Linked DNA regions of Anas platyrhynchos: region 1 is linked to region 2. A link is a contact called in public Hi-C data. All regions are on one chromosome and are shown on one strand. The core of a region is the stretch at or near the end of the contact, and the rest is flanking DNA. Distances in the headings are between cores, read along the strand shown. Region 1 overlaps BMPR1B (bone morphogenetic protein receptor type 1B). Region 2 overlaps BMPR1B (bone morphogenetic protein receptor type 1B).

Region 1 (3,987 bases), core at 744-3,243, 73 kb after region 2:
TTCTACACGAACTTCATCAAAAGTCTAGATAAAATAGCAGGTGATAATATCGGTACTTTGGCCAGGACTAGCAACAGGACGATATTGCTAGTTGATGTCAGAAAAGAGTTAACCTAAGGAAAGCCAGAGGCAAACAAAGCACTGTATAAACCAGTGAAGGATTCAGAGCAAATGTGAAATGGGCAGCAAAGATATCAAATAACAGTCCTGCGTTTGGATACATTCCTACAAATGACATCTTAATTTGCTATAGGAAGGCTAAGGATTACAGAAAAGGTCTTTGTCCCATGTCATCTTCTCATGAAGATGTTCAACCTAGAAAACCATTCACTGGCTCTGTGTGCCATGCACCACCACTGCAGTTCCCATAAAACCAGCTTTACAGGTGCCACCTCATCTAGTCTGTCAATATTCCTCCATCAGATGGGCACATTCAGGAACTTTTTCAGTGTATCAACACTGAAGAAATTCTCTGGTTCAAAACATCAGGTAAGGGTTTTCTACTTTGACGCAAATTATGAGAAACAATACATATTGAAAATTGAAATCTCTTGTGAGGAAACACTGAAGATAAAGAGGGTACTGTATTAAGGTTTTACAAAAAGTGTATTATTGAATTCATGGGACTGCCAGAACTCTGGATAATTTCACTCCATGACTGTGCTCTCAGGTTTCAGCAATGTACAAAGAATTCATTTTCACCTTTTAATCTTATGGATTAAATATGTTTGCGAAATATTTGGACCAGAAAAGAGACCTCCCAGTTTATAATTCACATATTAAATAAGACCTCCTGCTTTGAGCAACTTTCCTAAATGTTGATTTAACAAAATTCATCGCTTTAAATGCATGGATTATGATTTTTGCACCAAAATATATGGTTCCCAGTGTATAAGCTGTCATACTTGATGAAATATGAGGGCAGATTTTTTTTTAATAGAAAAAGAAAATATAGAACTCTAAACAATGAAAAAATTACAGACACCACAGACGAGAAACAAGAAGTATGCAAAGTCCACTTCTGGGAGAGCCTTTCTACCAATAACAACCTCTGCCATCATTAAATATTCTGCCTCTTAGTTCTGTAAAAACTGAATAATCCAGAAATGCCCAAAGAAAATACATTTGGTTGTTACTTTATGAAAAAACAGTTGTTTTGGTTTTTAACGAGTGTTAGCCTCAAATTCACAGCACCAAATAAACTTACCTGTGTTTTCTGCTTGTCTGCAAATGATGAAACGTCAACAACCTCTCTACACCAAAGTTAATATATTCTTCTGGTGCACTGTTCAACAAAGGATTAACTGATTTCAATGTTATAGATGTCGAGGGATTTGAGGGCACCAAGTTCCTCATAAAATGTGCTCAAAATTGGCAGAACTGGACTTTTCCAATGCATGTTTGAACCTATTTATTTTTAAATCTTCCCATCCTGACTCTGTAGCTAGTAGAAACAGGCCAATTTTAGGAATTGCAATCCATTTGATTTAAGGTCTAAATGCCAAAACTCGGCTACTTCTCAAAGGATAGAAGGCAAATAGAAAGACAGGGTACAAGAATTATCTTTCCTTAAACAAAAGAAAAAAAAAGGATGAAATGCAGTGAAGTCATGGTGAAATGATAGCATGTTGAAAAGGAGAGCGGGGAGTATATGTGTACAAGCACTGCTAGACCCAGCTAATAATACACAAGATATAAACAGCTACTCGTTTTTTACTCAGTTTTACTGCAGTTGACATGTTGAATACAATCTCCAAAGTTGGAAGACTTTCTCACAGAGACATTAGAAAAAGAAATTACATGTTTTGCTGTTCACGTGCCACTTCTAACTTAATGCACTTAGCTGGAGACATGATGAGTAAGAGATTCAGACAAGAAAATATTTCAACAAGCTCTCTAAGCAGAAAAAAACGTCTGACCTTGTTCATGGTTTTACTTTCTTATTTGATACTAGCTCTAGGGAGACAATAATGCCCTCAAGTCTTTTTTTTTTTTTTTTTATTGGAACAGCTTATCTTGCTGAATTGCATAACGTTTGCACCAACTTGCAGCTGTCTATGAAATTATTCCTTCATTACAGACGACCCACTTCAAACAAGGCAGCCCACACCATTGAGAAAGAAGTCTTGCCCCTACTATATGCCTTCAATATCCCGGCTCTCCTGGAGGATAAGAAAACCCCTTTGGTGCAGGGGGTCTCAGAGTTACCACAGCTAGGGTCTGCCACCTCACATGAAACGCTCCTTCCAGCCCCACGCTTCCCAGCGAAATAATCCCAAAGCAAAAGACTGGAAGTCATCGCTTTGCCTGCGCGTAACCAATTATGCAGTATTAAAAGCGAGGGGGTCATTCAGAGGTTAAAGTCTAACACAGGGTCCTTAATTGATCCAAACTGGGGTGGGAAGCTGATGTAGCTGGTACAAATGCTAGAATCACATTGTAATCGTTCTAAATTAAAAGCTGCGCTCTCGCTCCCTCTCAAGCCCCGGTACAGTTCAGCTGGCACACTGCCAGCTGCACTAATTAAACCACTTGCAATTACCGTCCCCACACACCTTCACAACAGGCCTTTCCAGATGAAAGGTCTCGTGTCTGATTTGCATCAGCACGATCCCACCAGAGGCCGAGATATAAAGTGTCTAAAGCGAGTGTTTGAAGTCGTCTATCTGCTGCAGCACGAGGCAGCTAGAAAATGAGAGCAAGGGACCCAGGAGGTTTTCAGCTGCTGTTTACCGCTGGTGCCAAGTTTCAGAAAGAACTTTATCTCACTTGAGAAACACCGTCTTCTACTCTGGAAGGATTTCCATTTGCTAAACTTGAAGCACATTACAAGTTTTTCAGGCAAGGCTGCCCTTCAGACACACGCCCGGCTTTGTAGAGAGAGCAGGGGGTTGAGGAGCATCCAGTCCCTGCCACCGCCAGCCCATCATCCACTCAGAGTTGCTCTGTAGTACCAAGCAGCCACGAGCAGAGGAAATGAGGCAGAATATTTTTTTTTTCCCCAAAAAAAAGAGCATTTGTGGACCTCTTATTACCTACAAGCAAACAGGATTCTCTGCGGAGGGCAGTATGGCTTATATTAAAAATGTAGGTTAAAAAGGATTATATATTCTAGGAGTGGGAAAAAAAGAAAGCACAAACAGATGACTCTAATTGAAGACATACTAGTTTTGAATCCAATTAAGCTTTTACAATTGCTCAGTTTTATCAAACATTTCTTTTGAATCATTTTCATTGTCCAAAGGAAAAATGTTACTAAAACCAACTAACATGCACATATGTATTACTGAGTCAAAGGAGAATGAGCCACACAAATGTTTTCCAAGTCCATCAGATTAGAAATCTTACAGTTAGGAAAGATTTCAGACAGCTAATATTAATTTGGCTTGGTTTTAACTTAGACTTCCTCTGGATTTTAAAAAAATAATCAACACAATAGCTAAGACAATCAGTTCAGGTAAACTACAACTTGCCAAGGTTTCAATTCCACAGTCTCCTGAAAGCTTTAGCAAAGTATCTTTTTCCATTCCTGTAAATCTTTAAATACCTTCAATGTCATGAAAATGTCTATATACAACCATTTCAACAGTTGGTGCCTCAAGAAAAAAAAAAAAAAAAAAAAAAGCATTCTTCAAATGCAAATTTCATTCATAGCTTTTATTTTCAAGGCAAAATCTAGATTAACACTAAAATACCATAAATACCATTATCTATCCAGGATGTACAGGACCATCAGAAACTGAGTTCTGTCTGGGAGGGTAACAAAACCAGAAAAATGAGGTTCACAGTAGCTTATACTATGATTTTCTAGTCAACTTCTTATACACTAGGAGATCGTGCAACACTGAAAAACACACACTTGAGGCTGATGAAAGGACAACCATATCTCAAAAAGCTAGTGTAAAACAAGCAGGATAGAAGACACTCATGAAAAGGAAGCTGCATATCTTTACAGCCACAAGAGCATCTTAATAAATAACAACCAAA
Region 2 (3,704 bases), core at 259-2,758:
AAAAATGCAGGGATTCTTTTTTACTTTGTTGCCAAAGTTATTTTGAGTGTGAAGCTCATCAAATGCCAGGAAAGAGAACTGAAACTCTCCCATGCCAAGCAGGCATTACACTGTGCCCTTTTGGCAAGAGGGTAAATAGCATCAAGACAGCTTATGAGGGTGGAAATAAGATCCACATTGCTACACACTAATGTCTACACATTTGGAAAAGTGTCTAAACCTTTGCCGATTGGGATTTTCAAGAGGTAAAAGCATACTGCTATCCTTCCATGTGTTCATGTTATATTTTCATTTAATAGTAAAAGCCTTTTTTTCCCCACACTAGGCTTCAAACCTTTGGCAATTATGTTTTCAAACTTCTCCCTGACATCATGAGAACTGAAAACCTAGTTTTCTTTTGTTTTGCATGAGTGCATAAATTTTCATTTGATCATTTGACTGTGGACACTAGGGATATCAGACAGAGAGCAGTTATTGGGAAGCTGTTGATGAGATTACAAAAGCTGGCAGCTCTGTGCTGCCATTCAGAACACTGCAGGGGAATGCTGACAAAACTGCCTGCTTATCCTTCCATCCCCTATTGAAAAAGTTAATTCACTACAATTTATTTATTTATTTAAGTATTACAATTGAGACTTCCTAAAACATTTTTTCACTCTAACTTTAGGACCTCACCTCTTGCATGTGAGCTGCCTTACATAGTATGACCACTGAGAGATGCTGGGAGTCTTATTTGACTTGACCTGCTCACACTGAGCCACCAGCTGCCTCCAACAGGAGGGAGGATGGACCTCAGGAAGACCCTCCAGGAAATAAACGCTTAGGAAAAAAGGCACAAAAAACATCCTGAATCATGGTGCTGGCTGGCATAATGCAATTCCTAAATTCTGCATGTATACAGTAGGGATATTCCCAGCTATCCCTATCACTGGCAAACACACCACAGGAAAATGAGCTGGACGTGTGGATTCAACACAAAACACAAGTGAATGTAGCAGGTGTACCAACAAAAATACCTGTTACAAGAGGTATTTGTAACGTGTAATGAGGAAATGCTGAGACAAAAGCCATTGAAAAAGTGATCTTCCTCCCACCCTATTCAAACAAGCATGAAGAAAACAGTGAGTAAACATGATCAGCTCCTGACCTGCTCCCTCTAAAACAGAGAGGGGACAGCAATGTAATTCAACTACAAGGCAGCACCAGTTTTTCTTTAGATTCCAGGGACATGTGCACATTCACATTACTTTGCAAGGTTGACAGAACACTTAACTGATCTCTCAGCAATCAAACTCCGGCCAAAATCAGGATTCTCATTTCTGCAAGGCTCCAGCATGCCTCCTGCACAAGCACAGAACAAACAGGAAAGGCAGCCTGCATCATCTATCCTTCACCTTCCTATCACTTTAAAGTATTTGTAAAACAAATCCTATGTTTTGTTCTGACTCCTGCAACTGTCTGTCCTCTGCTCAGGAACATGAAGATTAGCTAGACAAAACAACAGGGAAGCCCTCAGAAGAGGAGGGAACCTTCAAACCCAGGCAGCCTTCTCAAGGGTGAAGTTTCCAATGCTTTTGCATTGGCAGCTGGCATAAGCAAATTTTAATAATCATAACAAGATACACACTGAAATGGTGCGTGTCTTAGCACAAATTTAAACTTTCAGTTCTCCATTTTGAAATCTGTCTTCAGTGAGCAATTGTTAAAAACAGTTGACCCTTGTTCATATTGCCCAAACTGACGCAAGTTAAGATAGGCAAAGATCGTGGCATTGTTTTTTATTTGCTTGCTCTACATTTTTGTCAGGGCCATAAAGATATATGAACAATGAGTCTATAAAACATGAATGTTTCAATGGTTAAATATTTTAGTTTGGAGCAAAATCATTTTAATATTCAATGCCTTCTGATTTTTTTTTTTTTTTTAATTTTAAAGTAGGAAACCATTTTGAAATTTCTTCACAGATATGTTCCTTGCTTAAAAAGAGAGAAAAAAATAAAACTTTCAATATATATTTCTTATAACTTGGGAAATGTAGCAAGGTAAGGCATTTCCAAAGAAACCTGAGAGTGACAACAGCAAGAGGAATGCGGTGGTGCTAGAAGCACAGAGCTGTCCCCCAGCAGCGAGCTCCCACTGGAGCAAAGCAAAGCAAGAGGAGGGAGAGAAAGGAAGAAAGAAAAAAAAAAAAAAACTGTTGCAAGTTCATGCACCCCTATTACAAATTCATTTTAATTAAACAAAGAGATTGTACAGACACTGCTGACAGGGATTATCAAAATAGAATGGCGCCACCTGCCCCTTGCAGCCCAATTAATTAGTAGAGAATCTGAGGTGCCAATTATCACAAAGGAATAGGAAAGGATCAGTAAACACAGCTCATGGTGAACTTGAAAATTAACTCTTTCAGCTCTAGTCCCACAGCCTCAGGCACAGCCTTGAGCTTTCTGCTGCACCAAAAGCCGCACGCTGAAAACACATGAGGGACTTCTGCATGTTTCATGTGGTCTTGTGAGGGTTGACTGCTTCTGGTCCTCCTAAACTCACCGGTGTAGTTTTCAAATTATGTTACAAAATTCAGAGTAGTATTTCTATCATTTAAGTTTGAACAAGCTCCTCAATGAGAAAGACAGACTTTTGACTGCAATTGAGGTACCTCGAGAAAATGCCAATCATTTCCCATCCCATACCAGGGAGTTTGAGACAGCAAGTCTATGGCTAGAATTCCAGTTATTGATAGAAATTAGTAAACTGTTTAGTTTACTAGAAAGTAGGCCACCCTCATATGTACTTGGTCTCTTTTCTTTCCCCACGTATAAGAGGAAGAAAAATTTCTCCTCTTTCAAGACCTTGAGTAGGGCCTCCAGCTTACTCAGAGGGTAAACAGGAAGGCTTGGGAGCAGAAACAAACTGCAAATCTATTTTACCAGGGAATCCAGAGTCCAACATAGCAATTCAGACAGTTCTTGATTTTGATCTACAGTAAGTGTTACCAAAGGCCCTGCAGGTACCTGTATAAGGGGAGCCTGCCTTAGCGCTTGCACGACCTAGCTTGCATCAGGAGGAGTGTGGACAGCAGGCGGAGAGAGGTGATCCTCCCCCTCTGCTCAGCCCTAGTGAGGCCTCATTTGAAGTACTGTATGCAGTTCTGGGCTCCCCAGTGCAGGAGGGACACAGAACTTCTAGAGAGGGTCCAGGGTAGAGTCATGAAAGTGATTAAGGGACTGGAGTATCTGTCCTTTGAGGAAAGACTAAGTGAGCTGGGCCTGTTTAGCCTAAAAAAGAGGAGATTGAGAGAGGATATTATCAACCTCTACAAATAGCTGAGGGGATAACGTAAAGACGATGGGGCCAAATTATTCTCATTGGTGGCCAGTGAGAGGACAAGGGGTAATGGGTATTGAATAATTGAATGTCAGCCAGTTTCATTGCCATATGAAGAACTTCTTTAGGGTTTGGGTGACATAGCACTGCAACAGGCTGCCCAGAGAGGTTGTGGAGTCTTCTTCTTTGGAGATATTCAAAACCCACCTTGATGTTATCTTGTGTAACATGCTCTAGGTGATCCTGCTTGAGCAGGGGGGTTTGACTAGATGATCTCTGGAAGTCCCTTCCAACCTCAACTATTCTGTATGATTCTGTGACCCACTGCTGCGATCCCAGAAAGGGAAGAGCTGCTGTCATTTGACCATTCCTGCTATAAA

Evidence for each region. Hi-C and Micro-C count contacts between places; a contact is called where the count stands out from the background.
Region 1: a Hi-C map of F5 follicle shows a contact between it and region 2, with 2.0 times the contacts expected there. The contact joins two enhancer-like sites. A contact is called at or near these places in 2 of 8 Hi-C or Micro-C datasets (F5 follicle and small yellow follicle).

The regions. Positions count from the first base shown.
Region 1 is chr4:12,406,683-12,410,669 of IASCAAS_PekinDuck_T2T, forward strand. All of the region lies in intron 2 of BMPR1B (bone morphogenetic protein receptor type 1B), which reads right to left. Among named protein-coding and RNA genes, the nearest start is that of BMPR1B, 84 kb to the right of the region's middle. Within about 2 kb of position 1,994, at least 3 of the 8 cell types and tissues checked have an H3K27ac peak or open chromatin away from gene starts, as enhancers often do. A contact at or near this core is called in F5 follicle, where this site is marked.
Region 2 is chr4:12,334,498-12,338,201 of IASCAAS_PekinDuck_T2T, forward strand. The region is part of intron 3 of BMPR1B (bone morphogenetic protein receptor type 1B); the gene reads right to left. Among named protein-coding and RNA genes, the nearest start is that of BMPR1B, 160 kb to the right of the region's middle. Within about 2 kb of position 1,509, at least 4 of the 8 cell types and tissues checked have an H3K27ac peak or open chromatin away from gene starts, as enhancers often do. A contact at or near this core is called in F5 follicle, where this site is marked.